3 separate regions of the Rattus norvegicus genome follow, and regions 1 and 3 are each linked to region 2. The links are chromatin contacts, called in public Hi-C maps. All regions are on one chromosome and are shown on one strand. Each heading gives the region's core, a stretch centred on a gene start, on an enhancer-like site or on the middle of the called end of the contact. The rest is flanking DNA. Distances are from core to core; before and after follow the strand shown.

What was found. Hi-C and Micro-C count contacts between places; a contact is called where the count stands out from the background.
Region 1: a contact with region 2 is called in a Hi-C map of mammary epithelial cells, with 4 times the contacts expected there. The contact joins the promoter of Acyp2 here to the promoter of Psme4 in region 2. A contact is called at or near these places in 2 of 12 Hi-C or Micro-C datasets (mammary epithelial cells and psoas muscle).
Region 3: a contact with region 2 is called in a Hi-C map of liver, with 2.6 times the contacts expected there. The contact joins the promoter of Erlec1 here to the promoter of Psme4 in region 2. A contact is called at or near these places in 2 of 12 Hi-C or Micro-C datasets (liver and mammary epithelial cells).

What each region holds. Positions count from the first base shown.
Region 1 is chr14:108,570,947-108,573,646 of GRCr8, forward strand. It overlaps Acyp2 (acylphosphatase 2), which reads right to left and starts at 1,376. Exons shown (of 4, transcript NM_001169145.1): 1 at 1,105-1,376. The coding sequence starts at 1,237.
Region 2 is chr14:108,705,387-108,708,086 of GRCr8, forward strand. Psme4 (proteasome activator subunit 4) reads left to right here and starts at 1,257. Exons shown (of 47, transcript NM_001025140.2): 1 at 1,257-1,754. The coding sequence starts at 1,513.
Region 3 is chr14:108,893,039-108,895,738 of GRCr8, forward strand. It overlaps Erlec1 (endoplasmic reticulum lectin 1), which reads right to left and starts at 1,259. Exons shown (of 14, transcript NM_001106023.1): 1 at 1,031-1,259. The coding sequence starts at 1,192. It overlaps Asb3 (ankyrin repeat and SOCS box-containing 3), which reads left to right and starts at 1,413. Exons shown (of 10, transcript NM_001108864.1): 1 at 1,413-1,577.

The DNA of each region.
Region 1 (2,700 bases), core at 126-2,625, 130 kb before region 2:
TTATATAATTTATATATAATAAATAAATAAATAAATAAATAAATAAATAAATCTTTTTTAGAAAAAGTATCCCCCCAACACACACACAGCACATCTGAGGTGGGGTGGGGATGGAGTTATAAGAAATTCTCATGCATACCAAACAATGGAAAAAATTGTGTAGAGAACATAGAATGGAAATCAGACTCAAACAGGAAGTTACATCCTGGTAAAAGGGCATTATTTTATTTTGAAAAAAAGAGCCTCGACTGGCCTCAACTTGCTAAGTGCAGACTAGATTATAGGCAAATGCCAGCACACCCTTGGTCTGGTACAGAGGATCTAATCCAGGGCTTGGTGACTATTAGGCAAGCACCCTACTGAGCTACATTTCCAGTCTCAAAAAGTTTTTTCTTTTAAATGGATAATGATATACATTAAATATTTACAGTATTTATACTCCGTTAGATAATTTCCTCAAGTGTGTAGACCAGGCTGGTCTAGAACTCAAATATCCACCTCCTTCTGCCTAAGAACTGCATGTGCCACCATGTCAAGCTGTGTTAGGAAAATTTTAAAGAATGTTTTAACATTTTAATTTACAAATAGAAAGATTTTACAATAAGTCAGAGATTATGTTCTGTGCATCCATTTAAGCCTATAATCAAACAAAAATTTTAAAGCTTTATTTACATGACCTGGGAGTGTTGTTCAATAATCTAGTGTGCAAATGCAAGACTGTGTATAAATATATAAGGTTCAATCTTCAAAACCCAGGAAGGAAAAATTACTAGTTAGTTGGAGAGGGGGTACAACCTCTGACAAAGTAAATCACCCTGTATCAACCAGGTACCCTTGCTAAGACCATCAACCTCTGTTTTTCCGGCGTTTTCCATTTTCTCTTAGGCTTGCAGAGGCCGGGTTGGGTCCTCAAGGTGACCTCCCTCCGCCCCGCACTAGCTCTCCCACGCAAGCGCACTCTCGTCCTCCCTACCCGGGGCTGCTGTGTCATGGCTGCCCAGAAGTCGCTGCCTCAGCGGAAAGACCCACCCCTAAGATGGATGGCGCAAGCTACCTCCTCTCTCTCCCATGGCCTCGTCCTGGCCTCCCAGGTTCAGGCCGTACCTTGCACTGTCCCGAACACTTCGTAGTCCACAGACTTAAGCGGCTCCGCCATGGCGGCCAGCCCTCTCGCGAGCAGCCGTAGCGGGGTGTGTGGTGCGGAGAGTGCGACAGACGCCAGGCGAAGGAGGCTCATGGGCTCTGGGACCGACGCCTGGCAGGACGGGTACGCGCCGGGTCACGCAAGACCACAGGACACCGCAGTCCGCAGTCCGTAGTGAGGACGGCCGGACACCGGGCGCTCCAGCTCCCAAGCAGGGAGCTCCCTCTCTGCGCTCCCCAGGATTCTGTTCTCTGAAGAAAACCGAGGCTAGTGCCAGGGGCAGGCATATGAGGGGATTAAACCAACTAATGTAATCATCCACCCACTGACATTTATTTGACACAAAAAAGTTTTTTTTTATAAGGATGAAAATAGGAGGGCGGCTTGTTGGTAGGACAGAGGGATACTGAGTGGGTAGGGATGAGAAGGATAATAGGGATGAAATTACCAAAATTCATTATATACAAGGATAAAATATCAAGGAACGTTTACGTTTTAGGTGTTTTTATATAGGTACACTGTAAAGAATACATAGTGTAATGGATACCCTGTAAGGAGATTAATTCAAACTAATTAACTTTCACATCTGATTTCACTTAAGATCTCAATAATTATATATATATATATATATGCATATATATCATTCTTAACTGTACATGTATCATATATATACATGATATATCTATCATTCTTAACTGTACTCACTATTGTGCAAATATAATTTCCACTTCATATGAGGAAAACTTGTGCCCTTGAAAAAATATACCCATTTCCAACTCCTCCTTGTTTATGCTTGAAAGGGGCATTTGAAATGAAGTTCCTGCTTAACTTAGTGACACAAAAGGTATTTGGTCAGTGTGCTGGCTAGTCTTGACACAAGCTAAAGTAATTTTAAAGGAGAGAGCCTCAATTGAGAAAATGCCTCCATAAGATCCATCCATAAGGTATTTTCTTATCATGGGGGAAGACCCAGCCTGTTGTGGGTGGTGCCACCCCTAGTCTAGTGGTCATGGGTTCTATAAGAAAGCAGACTGAGTAAGCCATGTGGAGCAAGTCAGTAACCAGTGCCCCCACCCCCACCCCCATCCCCACCCCCACCCCCACCCCCCAGTGCCTTTGCATCAGCTCTAGGTTCCTGCCCTGTTTGAGTTCCTATCCTGATATGGATAGTGCTGTGGAAGTGTAAGCCCAATAAACCTTTTCCTCCCCAAGTGGCCTTTTGGTCATTGTGTTTTATCACAGCAATAAAAACCCTAAGACGGTCAATGAATTAATTCTGAAATTGTCTGACAACTGCCAAATCTGTGGTGATTGTGAGCTAAATCAAAGTTAAACGTGATCTTTTCATTCCGGCTACTGAATCAGAAAGGTTTGTGCCTTGTGGTGGTTTGACTAGTGTCAACTGTGTTTGTGTTGAGTTGCCTTGATCATGATGTCTCTTCACAGCAATGGAAATCCTAACTATACCTCAATATTTATCCTAAATAGATGTGATATTGTGTGATACGAGAATTTTTAAAGTTTTATCTAATACTAATGGAAACAGACTTGCAGTC
Region 2 (2,700 bases), core at 7-2,506:
CCCACTACAAATTCCTGTAAGTCATTCAGCATGTGCACATAGAAAGAAATAAATGTAGTATAAAACATTTTAATGTGAAAATTTGTCAGGTGTGGTACATACCAGAAATGGCAGGGTTGCCCAAGGTTCAAGGTCAGTTTGGTTTACATAGTATTTGCAGCTCTTAGGTTTATGGTTTAAACATTTTCTTTTGAGATGGTGACTCTTTGTAAAATATTTTCTTGAAGTCCTAGGGTTGTGACTCAGCTTAGGAAAGTGGGCTACCACTAGTGAAACTCATAGACCAGCTGGCAATCCTTTCAATCCTTTTTTCTCTTTCTTTCTTTCTCCCTTCCTCTCTTTCTTTCTTTCTTTTTTAGCTCACTTTGGCTTTAAACTCACAACCCTCCTGATTTTGAGTTCCCAAATGATGTCCTCTCTTGAAAATTTCTTGTTACTTTTAAGATCAATCTCGACTCTCCAGCATTTACTGAATAGTCTCAATAAATATATTCACTCCCTTCTGACAAGCAATCTTTAACTAGCCTGAATCTTGAATTACCAGAAAACAAGCTGGCAGCCTCAGTCTTATCTGTCAGCTGACAGATATATCTTCTTCCTTTCTTAATCGAAATAGCATTGCACTCAACCTTACAGATTATTTTAAAAATAACTTCTAGGGAAGTGATATACCTTCATTTAGAATTCCCAGATATCTTGGTACTTATCCAGTATTTACCAATTCATTGTCTTGTAATTTATTAGTTTGTAGCTCAGCAAGCCTCTAAGTACTTAAGGGCAGAACTAGGCGTTCTTAAACTTACTACGGGATCTAAAATGAGAGGATGACACACAAAGTATAGTATTTGTTGAGTAACTCTTTTGGAGTGAGGGGGGCCAGAAAGGTGGGAGCTAAAAGGGACTGAGGAACACAGGGTACTATAGTGTATGCAGATTATTCCATAAACTTTTTTTTTTTTTTAAGATAGTGTCTTATGTTGCCAGATCTTCTGAAACTCAGTACCAAGCGGAGGTTGGCCTAGAACTCTTTTTGCTCATACTGCCTCGCTGTCCACACCCCCGCAACCCTCCTCCAGCGTGAACGGGTATCTTGCTGGATCCTGCAGGAGAAGCGTGTGGGGAGTGTCTCTGGTTCCTCGCGGGCAGCCTCGCGTGGAAACCACAGCCGCTGACACCAAACTCAGCTGTCGGGGAGAAAGCCGCTGGGTCACCTCCTCGCCTCTTTCCTGGTTCCGCCCCGCCCCGCCCCGCCCCGGAAGTGACTTGAGGCCCCTCCGGAACCTCCCGGCCCAGCGGCTGCAGCGTCACCAGACGAGCCGGAGCGGTCCCGGCAGAGCAGCCGCTGCCACCGCCAACGAACCGGGTGCCGCGCGGGGTCCAGCAGCGCGCCGGGCAGCCGGGGCGGGGGGTGGGGGGCCCCAGCGGTCGGGCCGAGGGCGAGGCGACGCAGAGGAGGCTGAGCCCGCAGCGGGGCGGGGGCCGAGGGGGCGGGCCGGGGGCGGCCCCGGGCTAATGGAGGCTCCGGAGCGGGCGGGTGGCGGGGAGCCCCCCGAGCCTGGCGGGCGGCCGGTACTGGGCCCGCGGGCCTTCGTCCCGCAGAAAGAGATCGTGTACAACAAGCTTCTGCCCTACGCCGAGCGGCTGGACGCCGAGTCCGACTTGCAGCTGGCGCAGATCAAGAGCAACCTGGGCCGGGCAGTGCAGCTCCAGGAGCTGTGGCCGGGCGGCCTCTTCTGGACGCGGAAACTCTCCACGTAAGTGGGCTGAAGCTGTCGGAGGGCCGGGCTCTTTGTCTGCGCTGCCGCTGCTCAACTTTGTCCTGTCCAGGCTGCGCTGGCCTGGTGCAGGGTTCTAGGGGCGCGGCCAAGCCGGGGGTGGGGGGGTGGGGGGGCGCTCAGTCTCCTGGTTGGTTTCTGTGGGACCTCTGGGTCCTGCTGTTCGCCTCTCAGGATCAGCGTTCCGGTCCTTTTTCTCTTCACCTGCCAGGCTCTGGGGAGCCACCGGCGTCCCCGGGTACAGGGACGAGTGGCTTCCATTGGTTCTCCCTGGGGTTCTTGCGCGTGGAGCTGCGGGATAGAGAGGTCCGGTCTTTGGGGAAGCGAATCCTGTCCTCGCTTCTGTGCTTCCTCTGGATTTTTCTTCCTTGTTGATCCACGCCTTTTCGCTTCTCACCGTAGGAAGGAGGATGTAGGGACAGTAAGAGATGTGTGTGTTTTTCTGTGTTACTGTTTCTTGTGGGACTGGGGTTGCTCTTCTGGCTTCCTGGATTTAATTGAAACGATTCGTTTTAAATGGGCAGTCAGCGCATTCTCGGATTGAGTAGACGTTGATGTTGAGAATGTTGTCTTAGAATTCTAGGAAAGTATATGTTCCTGTTGTGACATTTCCTTGGCCAAGACCTAGCTGATTCTAAGGCAAATAGTGAAGAGTGCTGTTAGATTGTCCCGGACTTTGTTGGCCAAACTGTGCAGTTTTGAGTTGGTTAGATGAATGTTAACGACATTAACCTCAACTTTAGGGGTTCTTTTGTTTTCTGCACACACTAGCGGCAAATTACCGTGTCAGTGGAATTAGAGCTGGGGAAAAGTAATGCTGGAGCAAAAAGTTTGGAGAGGTCATTTGCTCTATGTGCACCTTTACTTTGGCAGAATTTTTTATATAAGATTTTTGCTGTTTTGTTTGGTGCGTTACATATAATTT
Region 3 (2,700 bases), core at 9-2,508, 190 kb after region 2:
CAGCTAAGAGGACAATCTTTAAAAAGATTTTATTTTTCTCTTTAATTATGTGTGTGGTTGTGTTGTTTTATCCATGTGTGCAACGGGAAGATGATGATAGCACTAGATCCCCCCGGAGCTGGGGTTACACAGTTTTGTGAGGCACTGGATGTAGGTGCTAGGATTCCAACTTGTATCCTCTGGAAGATACAACTAAGCTATATTTTCAGCCCACAAGATCCCTTTTAAAATAAATTGGTCTGTAGTAGTTACACATGGATAGACTTTTCAGCACTACACTCTCCCAAAACAGAACTTTCATTCTCATCAGATTATACACCAAAATCTCATATTCTAGGACTGCAGAGATGGCACAGAAATTAAAAACACATTATTACTCTTCTCAGAGGAGTGAGTGCAGTTCCCAGTACTCATGTAAGGGGCCTCGCAACCACCCGGTCCTTTCATTCTTGCCCTTTCACACAATACACATTAATTAATTAACGGTCATAAAATCCTTTATATCTCAGGTTCTAGAGTCCTAAATAACAGTGATAATACATTCAAGCCTCTAGTTTATTCTGCATGGCTGGTAGTATTCCGCATACAATGTCACTAATGTCTTCCACACCAAACAGCCCTCTCAAATGCCTCAAGGGAAAAGATTCCCAGAAGCTGAACGTCTGTATACATCGTGTGTTGGTGAGGAAGAATGAATAGAGATGGGGTCCTGTCCGCTGGACGGTTGTGTGGGTAGGGTGATGTGCTAGTAATTCTAAGACTTTCTCCACTGTTGAGAAGCCAGGTCTAACACAATGAGATTTAAAGTAGGGAGATGAAGTGATCACTGGATCTCCTGGTTAGTATGGAGGGCACATCCACTTAATGTACTAAATGAATCAATGGATGAACGAAGACACTTCGGCTTGGGGACGATAAATGCTTGGGAGGGAAAAAGGTTCTGGAAGGAAAAGCTAGGAAAATTGAGGGCTGGGCCGAATGTTTCGTGCCAGAAAGAGGGGAGAAGGCAGTGGCTCGCGAGGGCACTGACCAGAGAGAACTCGGTGCCGGGCCAGTTGACTCGGAAGGGGATGTCGTCGCTGAGCTGGGGCAGCGCTCGGCCGCCGGCGGCCGCCTCCAGGAGACCGTACAGAACCAGCAACAGCGGCCCTCCGGGGACCAGGCTCCGCAAGCCGCCGCCTCCTTCCTCCATCGCCGCGTCCTCCAGCCGCCGTCACAACCTCCTCTACCCGAGGAGAACAGGTGGAGGAGGAGGAGGAGGAGGAGGAGAAGGAGGCGGCGGCGGGACTACAAAGCGACGTTGGTGCAGGAGACTCAACCGCCGCCACGTCTCCTTCCGGACGGCTGGGCAAAGCCACCTCCGCCCTTACAAGGACTTCGGGCCACCGCTTCCGGGGCAGGCAGCACATCAACATCCGAGGTTGTGAGATCGGTGGCCTACGGAAGCCCGCGCTTGCGTCGCGTTGCACCGCATTGCTGCCGTAGCGTCCTAGCGGTTGGACTCAAACGCGGAGGCCCGAGACAGACGCCGGTTGAACCGGTCTGGAGACAGCACTTGGGCGAAGCGGCCCGGCCAGGTGAGTCCTGGCCGGGCGAGGAGTTCAGCCACAAGGGTCTCGGGAGTTGGGGATGAATGGGCGGCGGCCGGCTCTCAAAAAGCGAGTGGAGAACAGAGCAGTGCGGAATCGAAGTAGAACTTACCATTCCGACTGAGCTGCCTACCCTCCACTCTTTTGCTATTTGCATTCTCCTTCTTCTCTCCAGAAGCTTCTCTTAGTTTCTTTTGCTGGCGACTGTTGTCACGTTGGTCTCAGCTACTGTGTGTTTGGGGACATCCGAGTGACACCTGCCATGTCCTTCGACTTTGGTATAGAGTTGTTAGGCGGCTAGGCTTTTACAGCCCTGCATTTTTACCTAACCCTAACCCTCCCTTGACTCAAGTATTGGGCAGTTAGTTATTTTACTTAGGAATCCGTACGTCAAGGCCAGAGCCAGGTGAATGTGAAGTTATGAACCAAGTTATAGCAGACTGCATATAGTTTTGGTTTCTTCTCCCCTTCTTGAAAAAATAATGTCTGCATTTTTTCATCTCAAGTATAATAAATTTACAGTGTTTGCCATAGAACATTTGGTAAGGACTGCCCATGTTGTGGTGCTCAGATCCACTGGGAGAAATCAGACATTTGGACTCAATCCAAACTTAGATTAAATGAACTTAATTCATTTAATAGAATTGTATTGTATATATTGTAGAGCAAATACAGCATGCCATGCAAAAAGTGAATTAAGGTGGATTTTTAAGGTGGACATCCAAAAGGTGTATATTACCGACATCCATGGAAACCACATCTGATCAGGAAAATTGTCTTCTCTAAGTTGTTTCTTCTGTTCTTGCTTATAGTAATAGAAAGACAACTTTATCCCTTTCCCATAGCAATAGTACTTATACAAAAACAAATCAGCTATTAATGCCTCACAGCCCATTAGCTGATTCTTATCTCACGTGCAGGCCATTAGGATCTCCCAGGTATTCCAGAGCAAAAAGTCAATACCCTTAAGGGATGCCTGGCTCCAGGTTAAGTCATCACAGAGGACTTGTGTAAATTATAACTCAGGCCTGAGCTCTAATGACTAAGATAGAGCAGTTCATTTCTCAGTGGGCAAAACATAATGCCATTAGGTTATGGCTGACTGTCTTGT